3 separate regions of the Zea mays genome follow, and regions 1 and 3 are each linked to region 2. The links are chromatin contacts, called in public Hi-C maps. All regions are on one chromosome and are shown on one strand. Each heading gives the region's core, a stretch centred on a gene start, on an enhancer-like site or on the middle of the called end of the contact. The rest is flanking DNA. Distances are from core to core; before and after follow the strand shown. Region 1 overlaps LOC103638812 (a long non-coding RNA gene). Region 2 holds the start of LOC103640151 (subtilisin-like protease SBT5.3). Region 3 holds the start of LOC100282214 (chlorophyll a-b binding protein 8).

Region 1 (3,095 bases), core at 33-2,532, 390 kb before region 2:
TAGCATGTTATGCCTTTCATATATGTAGACCTCTTCTAATGGGCTTTTACGCTAAATGACTATTACCATTCTCATAGGTCATGATTGCCTTTTATACATATATTCAACACATAATCCCCAACAAGGTTCTACTTGAACTTGATTATTCCTCCATGTATTAACTTTGTATAGAATAAACAAAGTCTTTCTTTGTAGGATCTGGCCACCACCCATACTTTGATATTGGGTCTATAGATCGAGCCTTCCTCGTAGGATCAATAGATTGGTCGTGAAGTTCTACTAGTAGTTTTGCTATAGCTTTCTCAACTAAGGAAGAATGACCTAGAGCAGTTGAGGCTACATAGGAATTACCAGTTGTGGCAACAAAGTTCTCTAGGATTAGAAATTATCATTTCCACCCTTGCATGCTATTATTCTATATCCACTTCTACACATGAAGAGGTATTCAGTTATACACATGAATAACATGCAAGAGAGCATAGCAGCAACAACAAGAAAAAAGGGGTACATGTGTACATAGGAGTAGCAAGCCAACAACAAGCACCAAGGGGCAGAGGGTAGAACAATAGCATCACGCAAACATAAAGACAACAACTAAGAAACATCAATAAGATAAGAGCATACAACATGTAGTAGATCTAGGCTTCCGGCAACATCAAGCATGACAATCAAAGGCAAAGAAAGAAGATCGAGGACTGTGAAGGTAAGAAGTAGTGAAGTACACTCACCGATGGAGGATGAGCTCAAAACTAGAGAGGCAATGAGGGAGCATAAGGCTTGGTGTAATGGTGTGCTTGTGCCTCTCCCTTGATCCTATTTTGTGTGTTGTGTATAACCCTATTAGACTGAGAAGCCAGAAACCCAGCCCAATTTTTCTCTCCTAAGCCCACTTGAGAATCCTAGAGTGGTCGCTCCACCACCTAATCAAACGATTAATCTCATTTACTCGATGACCAATCAAATAAATGACCAGGTTTTTGGTCGAGGTGGTAGGGTCAGTAGTCTTGGATGGGTAGGAGAACCGATTAGCTCGAGTAATCATGACTAATCTGATGACTTATAAACAGTGAGCATGACTAGTAAAGATAAGTAAAAAAAGCTAGGTCTTTAGTTTTACACAACACAAGGACTAAAAGGTTCTAGAGAAACTTGGCTCATTGTCTCGACAATGAGAAATCACAAGAAATTGTGAAAAGAGTCGGAGGTAACTTGCCCTGTGGAGTAGAGATGAACCAGCAATAGCAGCAGCTCGACCTTGTAGTAACACACAACAATATACCTTGCACCATAGGAGTGTTCACGGAAGCACTTCACAGAAGATCCCTGTTGTGGCCACGTTGCACGGTCCAGTAGCATTGTCTAAGAATATAAAGTCAACCAGCTTTTGGGATTTGAAGACAAAGCTTAAGCAACCCAAGATCTGGTTTCTCTCAACATAAACATATTCCTCCACGAGTAAGTTTCTCCTGAACTTGTCTGCCTATTTTCTGGAAAACAAAGACAATGGTTAGTTTAAGACTTGAATATTCCCAAGTGGCCATACATTGTTTAAAATCATCACACAAGACGTAAAATATTATATATTCCTTAAAACAAAGTTTTCGTACAAAACTGACATCTAGATTCCTTTCTCGAAATTTTTTTCTTTAAAAGGCGTGATTACTAGCTAGTGGGTCCAACGGCCAGCCGTACGTGGGACATGACAGGAACTAGCAGGAACGAGTGATTCCAGCATTCAGATTTGTCCTCTGCCTGAAAACAAGTATTAACAATTGTTCTTTGATTCTTTAAAAAAGAAGCGGTCGTTTCTACTTATTTATGCAAAAAAAAAGAATTCTCCTCTTCAGGACTACTCTTTAGGGCTCGTCCAGGAACCCATTTTTCCAAGGTGTTTATATTTTCTCAAAAAAATTAGTTCATTTTTTCTTAGAAAAATAGAAATCCCTTAAAAAATCGAGTTCCTAAACTAGCCTTTAGGAGGAGAAAATGTTACGAGTAGCTTGCCTAAGAGATAACTACTCTATCCGGTTCAATAAAGCTTACAATTTAAGTTTTTTTAGGAGTCAAAATTTTAAGTTTAATCACTACATAATAACAGTTGAAGGACAGGGCTCATATGGTGGCGAGAAGCCTTTACACTACACTACCTATGTTTAATTAAGTCTCTCTGCGTAGAGATTAAGCTCGTCTCAATTATTCCTTTCTTAGATCTCACTGTGGGAGCTGTTAGCACACCGAACGTTTCACTTTGTACTAATATTTATACTATACATGTCTGATATTAAATAAGTATATTAGATCAATATAGAATATTTTCTTATAGTAAGCTTATTTAGAGACAAATATTAAAAGTATCTTATATAAACTTCACCAGTCAAATTTACGAAAAAATAATTTGTGTAAATATACTTTTTGGACGAAGCGAGTAGATGAATGTAACATGGAGTCATTGGACAGATATGTTATGATACAGTGCCACAAAGGGATTTCATAGAAACGTCAAAAGTTGACAAAAAAAATGAATGTAATGTAGGGAGGGATTATTTCATACATCCAAAGCCAAAGCCAAAGCCAAAGATATATACGTAGGAGGCTATTGCACTATAAGTTTGGTTTAGCACCAATGAGAAATATATAATTAGAACAAAATTTAATCTTGGTCCCCCCTATAAATACTCAACCCAATGCTACAAATCTAGATAGAGGGCATCCATCATTTAGAAAGCAGCACACGCAGAAATAAAAATATGAATGAAATGGAACGGAGCAAGTCAAATCAGTCCCCAATCTATAGATTTATCCTAGCTATAGATAACATATATATTCACAGCATCATAAAAAAAATAATACAGAACAGGCATGCTCCAAAAGGGCAGCTAACAGAAGCATCATGAAGCTTAAAAGGCATGTCCATCCACAGGCAAAGTGCAGGCCGCGCATACACTGAACTTCCAGATCAGGCTTTAATGCTTCGCTTGATCTTTCCCTACAACTAGTCACGTAATCTATTGAATTTTGATGTGATAAGAACGGAACTAAAGTCAAAAAGACCAATGCGATCAACCAAGCCATCAGTTTTTAATTGACAACTTACC
Region 2 (3,083 bases), core at 424-2,923:
CTGGCGGAGCAGACGACGGTGACCCCCGCCTTGACGGCGTGCAGCGAGCCGACGGCGACGGCGTCGTTGAGGTAGTCAGTGGCGTCGCCGCCGACGGAGGCCGAGATGACGTGCACGCCGTCGTCGATGGCGGTGTCGAACGCCGCGAGGATGTCGCTGTCGAAGCACTCGCTGCCGTTGACGGGGCGGAAGCAGACGCGGTAGGCGGCAACGCGCGCGCGCGGGGACCCGCCCCGCGCCGTGCCTGCGGCGTACCCGAACGCGCTCGCGCCGCGCACGGCCGCCCCGCCCGCCGTCGACAGCGTGTGCGTGCCGTGCCCGTTCTCGTCGCGCGGCGTCTTGAACGCGGCGTCGAGAGGGACGCGCACCTCATCCCCGAAGCCCTTGTTGAAGTAGCGCGCGCCGATGAGCTTCCTGCCAAATCCATCGCCGTCAGCGTGATCAACTCTGGGCCGGCGTTCTAGTTCTAGTACGTTAATTCATAATAATGTGACTGCGATCTGTGAGGTGAACTGGACACCAGACCGGTTGCATTGGAACGCCCTGTCGTGGTCGTTCTGGCAGATCCCTTTCCAGTAGTCTGGGATAGGCCCCATTTCGCCGTCGTCGAAGCTCTCGGACTCCGGCCACACGCCTTCACGAGCAGTCGCAATGTGAGCGAGTCAAATTACAGAGAAGACTCCACAGGCGACGGCGATGCGACAGATGAGATGTACCTGAGTCGAGGTTGCCGATGATGGTGTCCTCGCCGTACCTGGCCTTCTCCCAGGCCGACCACTGCGGGACATCGCCGTCCCTCTCGAGCCCCATGAACTGCCACGACCTCGTCGTGTGTAGCTTGCGGCCCCTGTTCGGGAACACCGACACCACGCCGGGGTACCCTGATATGCATGGCATGTTCACGTACGTGCATCAAGGTTCAGAAAAAAAAAAGAATATAATATCGATCGCGACATATATATAGATAGATCACGAGAGGGTCCGTTCGATCAGTCGGTGGGGGAGTGGGTGCTCACTAGCGATCTCGGCGGCCGCGCCGGGATCGAGGTTAGCGGCGAAGCCATTGATGTGTTTGGTGTACGAGTAGAAGATGGCCTGGCGAGCCTTCTCCCGGCTGCAACGCATCGCATCCACAGTCCACACACATCGTTATATTTGGAACCTCGATCAGGAAGGTTAACGCGGGAGGAGAGCGGGGGCACGGCGCTTACTCCCCTAGGACGGCGCCGAGGAGGTCGTAGTGCGAGTCGGTGGCCCGCCGGGACGCGACCTCCAGCGACACGCCGTCGGCGCGCGGCGGGTGGCCGCCGAGGTACACGACGTACGAAGACCGCGGCTTCCCGGAGACGGAGGCGAGCGCCGCTGGGGTCTGCTGCAGCAGCGAACCGAGCAGGGCGAGGAGGAGGGCGGCAGACGCGACAGCCGTGCTACTCTCCATTCCCGCAACGAGAGAGTGATCGAGGGAGTGAGAGGGATCAGGTGCGCGGCGGCGCGAAGTCCAAAGAGAGGAGTGTGCTCGTCAGTCTTCGTGAGCTCGTGCTATATAGGAAGGAGTAGGAGGGGTGGGAGAGGTGGCGCCCGGCCGGCCGCGCAGCGAGAGGACTCCGTCTTGCTCCGCCCCGACATGGCGGTTTTGCGCGGATCTGACGTGCATCAGTTGCGGTCGCCCAATGGCAACCATCCGTCGGTGCATGCATGGCCGCACCGCATGGGTGCTGCGTGCGAACATCCCTAGTCCCGTGTCGTGCGACGGATGCGTTTTGTTCGACACGTTGGACAACTCCTCGTGTCTCACATTACTCCACTCGTCCAAAAGCTTATGTTGGGCCCAAAAAAGTAGGCCGAGATAGGCCGGCCCATGTTAACATCTTCCGAGAGGGCGACAAAGCCTAGAAGCAAACGAAGTGGCTTGATGGTTGCTTGTTTCTGCTGATGAAGTGGGTGGGTCGCAGGGCGTATCGCACTCTCTAATTAACGCGCCACGTGACTTGCAATTAGCGACACGCGGCCATGCCTAGACTGTTAAGAAACCTACTAGTCTAATACCATACCAAACCTACTCACAGGCTCAACATTACTATATAATAAACTAGATGAGTATCCGTTCGTTACAACGGAAACATATAATAACATGATAACTTATATATAAAATGTGTCTTATATTGTTATAAGAAAATATTTCATAATTCATTTGTGATTCTAGCCATACATAAATTTTGTTATTTTAATTTAGTTGTTTCACTACTACATTGCAACCATAAGTATCATGCAGACTTCGATATATGTCATGATTTGCATGGTCTCATCATTGGAGACCATGTGCCACACCTGCCGGTAGAAGTTCTATCGTACATAGTTAGTCATCAGGCACGCACCACCATACACGCTTCCTTAAACAAAAAAAATGCAAGCGTGTGTTTGCAAAGAGAATTAAAGGCAGGCCGGCACAAAAGCTACCCCGACGATGGCGAATGGTCATTGTTGTCGGTCCTCCTCTGCTCACCTCCGGCGCCGAGATGACGCCACAATCCTTGATATAGTAGTCGTCGAACGCGCACGACATGGTGAGTACCGATGACTCTTGGTTGGGCTGCCAAATGAAGTGCACCATGGGCTCATCAGCGAGGTAGTACACCTAGTCGTTGCACCACCAGATGTGCTACTCCTCTACATACATCTTGTTCGAGGACACTCACACAACAGCAACAATGACTGTCATCCCAGCGCACAAGAATTTATGGCCAGTCAGTAGCGACTTACGTGGCAGGTTGGGCTTCAGGTGGATGATGAGCTAGACGGCGTGATGGCGCCGTCGTTGGTTGCGGTGCCCAGAACAACCCGAGAGTCGTCGACATTGGCGACGACCATGAGGTCCCCATGTTTGACGATGGACAGCGCGGTGCAGCCGCTCTGACCGCGTCCAAGCGGCGGCTGCGCCGGAGCTTGCCATACACAGCGGCGCATGGGCCACATAGAACTACTTCCACAGGTCGAACTGATAGTCGCCATGTTTCTTCTCGTCGTCGATGAGCGACGCCAACGCGAGCGCCTCGTGCTAGTGGTGTTTGTTCGGGGTTTCCAAG
Region 3 (3,343 bases), core at 201-2,700, 320 kb before region 2:
CCCATGCGCATCACCGTTGGATATACACACAGAGTGCATACTCTCTTCTGCTACAAATACGTCCCACGTGCATCCACCATGGTCATGGCCTTAGGAGAAATTTGTCCGCATCTAGGGAGGAATTGTACATTGATTTACCATGTGCAATACAGTTTCCGGTCTCAATAAGATCAATACTAGTTTGTTGTTACAGGCAGCAGGCTGGCCATGCATGAATCATGACCGATGCAACGCTTCAGGTTCCTTTACAACACGCATGCATCTAGCTTTCCACAGCAAACAACTGGCGGCGGCGGCGGCAGCAGCAGGTATGCTGATGCACCACGTTCTAGTGGAACTTGAGGCTGGTGAGCACGTTGTTGTTGACGGGGTCGGCGAGGTGGTCGAGCAGGTTCTGGAACGGGCCGACGCCGGTGACGAGCCCCTGGATGAAGTAACCGAGGATGGCGAGCATGGCGAGCCTGCCGTTCTTGATCTCCTTGAGCTTGAGCTCATTCATCTCCTTCTCGGTCTTGCCGAAGCCGAGCGGGTTGAAGAGGGGCCCGCCGGGGTAGGACGGGTCGCCGGAGCCGGCGAGGAACTTCTCGAGGCCGAGGAAGTACTGCTTGCCCATGGAGCCCGGGTTGTACCAGTCCTGGAGGCGGCGGTGCTCGGCGAAGCCCATGAGCGCCATGTTGAAGACGAAGAGCGTGTAGGAGTCGGCCCAGTAGTTGTAGGTGCCCGCGGGCGGGATGACGCCCGTCTTGAACCACGGCAGCGCGGTCTCCGGGGGGATGATGCCCATCTTGCCGAAGATCTCCGGGGCGATGGCGCCCACCGCGCCCAGCATGGCGTAGCGGCCGTTGATCACCTCGCCATAGGCCAGCCACTTGGGCTCGATGAAGCCCCCGGTGCCCTCCGGGTCCGAGAGGCCCAGCGGGTCGAAGCCATAGTCGCCGGGCAGCCTGCATGCATGCATGCAGCAGCAACAATGAGGCAGGTGAGCATAGGGTTTCTATCGTCGCTAGCAGAAGGTTTGCTGCGCGCGGGGCGGGCAACGAGCGCAGGTACGTACGTGCCATCGAGGTAGGAGAGGGACTGCTTGGACGCGAACCACAGCTGCCTGTCGGCACCTTGCTGCGAAACGAAAACAATCGAGTCAGCACTCAGCAGTACGTAGTCCTCTCAAGAACGAACGAGCTTGCCATCGTTGAGATTGACGACGGACGGATTACTAGCTATAGTAGGGTACGGCGCACAGACCTTGGCTGGAGGGCTGGAGCTGGCCCTGACGACGAAGGGCGCCTTCCTCGCCGACGACCTAGAGACGGCCGACTGCACGGGGCGGCCCAGCAGCTGCCGGCCGGAGAGGAGAGCCTGGGCCGCCATCGATCAGGCACTGGTGCTTCTTCTAACTTGAGCTTCCGACAACGTACGTGCTTGCGCTCGCGATCGTGTCGATGGCTCGCTGCTCTATCCGCAGTTTGGGAGGAGAGGGGCGCAGAAGAAGAGGCGCGGAAAGTATGTGACTGTGCCACGAGAGGGGTGCGGGGCCCAGGGAAATCTAAACCGCGCCGGGGAGATGAGGCCGCATCCGCGGGGCCACTGGCGCCGCGCCATCTGGCGGGTACGATGGGATAAGGGGCGCCATTCGCCGAGGCATGTGGCTCGCAGGCCTTGGCAGCAGCTGGCCGCAGGAATGCACGCAAGGCTCGACGCTTGGCCAAGATTTTTCCTCCCAAGGAACGCCACGCCCACGCGTATCGTATGGTAGGCTGGTGATGGATGTTGGATAATTTGGCCCATTTGGATGAGGTCGCTTTAGGCTCAAACGAAACCTACAGGGAAAAGCCTACTAAAAACCATCTAAATAACACTGGGATAGTTTTGAAGATGATTTATCATATTGCGTGTCGGTGAGTAGGGATGAAAAATAGATATCTGAATTGTTTGAACAAATTTAATATTTTAAAATAGATATGCAAGAAATTTGATGTTGCTCTTATTATGTTATCAAACATATTATTACAAATAAGAATAAAATTCTGCATAGAATGTTTTATGCATTATTTGCTCTCTACAATAAAAAAATGAATAAATATCTGAATTTGTATCCTGATTATCATTTGAGAAATTATTTGATGCGTACATTTAAGGTTTACCTTTTATGAACCTTTACAAGCTCGATGCTAAAAACAAGAATATAAATATGTATAGCAGATTCTACATCTTATTTATTCGATCAAAAACCTGATATCCAAATAAGTATCTGTTTTCGACTGTTTTCATCCCTACCGGTGAGTTATCGAATATATAATAAAAAAAAAGTCTATGCATTGCTCTAACATATTCAGCGTTGACTATATAATCTCCTTGATAATAAAACCATGATATTATAGTCATTTTGTTAGACTATCCCTAGCAGCTTACTCATCTTCATCTCTTATTTCAAACTCTACTAGTCATATGCTCGTGCATTGCTACAGTTTTTATATATGACATAGGATAAATTTTGTTTTATTAAAGCATAAAAATATGTGTTTTCTATTGATTAGGTGGGTGTGAATGTGGAGCTAACAACCAAGGTTTAAATACCCACTTATACATAATTTCACCTTATTTTTTACATAAAGTGCAAATATAAGGCTTCCCAAAAGGAGGTCTTGCACCCTTGTATCATTTGCCCTTTCAGTAAGAGATAACAAACATTGAATGGTTTCAATGATATTTTTGTTGTCTCCCTGAAGGATATTATGAAGAATCACCTCAAATAATTGTTGGGGTTTTGGTGGTTGCAATATATTTCTATTAAATAAAACAAATCTTTCCAAACTGATCTGAGCATGCCAAGGCAAATGAAGCAACACTACATGCCCCCATGTACCCTTGAAGTGGAGCACCAAGTTCACTGAATGTTTTTAGCGTGGTAATTGTGTGGTGCTGTGAGATCTCAGAACCATTGCCTAGAAGCACAAGAAGTTTCTTGTCAATTCCTGATTCAATCATAGTCTCAACAGTCTTCAACTTTCCAACCTTTATCAGAGATGCAAGTCTTGCGAACACATTTTCATACATTGCTCATTTTCTGTAAACAAGAGATCTGCAATTTGATCCATGGGAATTCTTGCCAAATTTCATCAGCAATTGCGCCATCAACATGCTCAGATATCTTGGCCAGAACAGAAGAGAAGTTGGATAAAGTTGAAGTATCTTCACAGGCACCAAGAAGATCAATTAATCTATCTATGAAACCTACTATTTCAAGAGAGCAAGTAAGATTTATGTAGTCTGCTGGAACAAATATAACTGCAATCGCGGTAGTGACTGTAAAAATAAGATCTGGTGATCCTATGGAAATTATCTC

Evidence for each region. A called contact is a pair of places that touch in the nucleus more often than the background predicts.
Region 1: a contact with region 2 is called in a Hi-C map of tassel, with 2.5 times the contacts expected there. The contact joins the enhancer-like site here to the promoter of LOC103640151 in region 2. A contact is called at or near these places in 2 of 25 Hi-C or Micro-C datasets (ear and tassel).
Region 3: a contact with region 2 is called in a Hi-C map of leaf, with 5 times the contacts expected there. The contact joins the promoter of LOC100282214 here to the promoter of LOC103640151 in region 2. A contact is called at or near these places in 2 of 25 Hi-C or Micro-C datasets (both in leaf).

What each region holds. Positions count from the first base shown.
Region 1 is chr9:107,746,334-107,749,428 of Zm-B73-REFERENCE-NAM-5.0, forward strand. It overlaps LOC103638812 (a long non-coding RNA gene), which reads right to left. Exons shown (of 2, transcript XR_559042.3): 2 at 1,058-1,487. Among protein-coding and RNA genes, the nearest start is that of LOC103638812, 5.1 kb to the right of the region's middle. Within about 2 kb of position 1,283, at least 11 of the 20 cell types and tissues checked have an H3K27ac peak or open chromatin away from gene starts, as enhancers often do. A contact at or near this core is called in ear and tassel, where this site is marked.
Region 2 is chr9:108,137,855-108,140,937 of Zm-B73-REFERENCE-NAM-5.0, forward strand. It overlaps LOC103640151 (subtilisin-like protease SBT5.3), which reads right to left and starts at 1,674. Exons shown (of 10, transcript XM_020544048.2): 1 at 1,212-1,674; 2 at 1,017-1,114; 3 at 717-881; 4 at 526-634; 5 at 1-414. The coding sequence starts at 1,438.
Region 3 is chr9:107,818,062-107,821,404 of Zm-B73-REFERENCE-NAM-5.0, forward strand. It overlaps LOC100282214 (chlorophyll a-b binding protein 8), which reads right to left and starts at 1,451. Exons shown (of 3, transcript NM_001155126.2): 1 at 1,243-1,451; 2 at 1,055-1,116; 3 at 137-944. The coding sequence starts at 1,368. The coding sequence ends at 329. It also overlaps the pseudogene LOC103640149.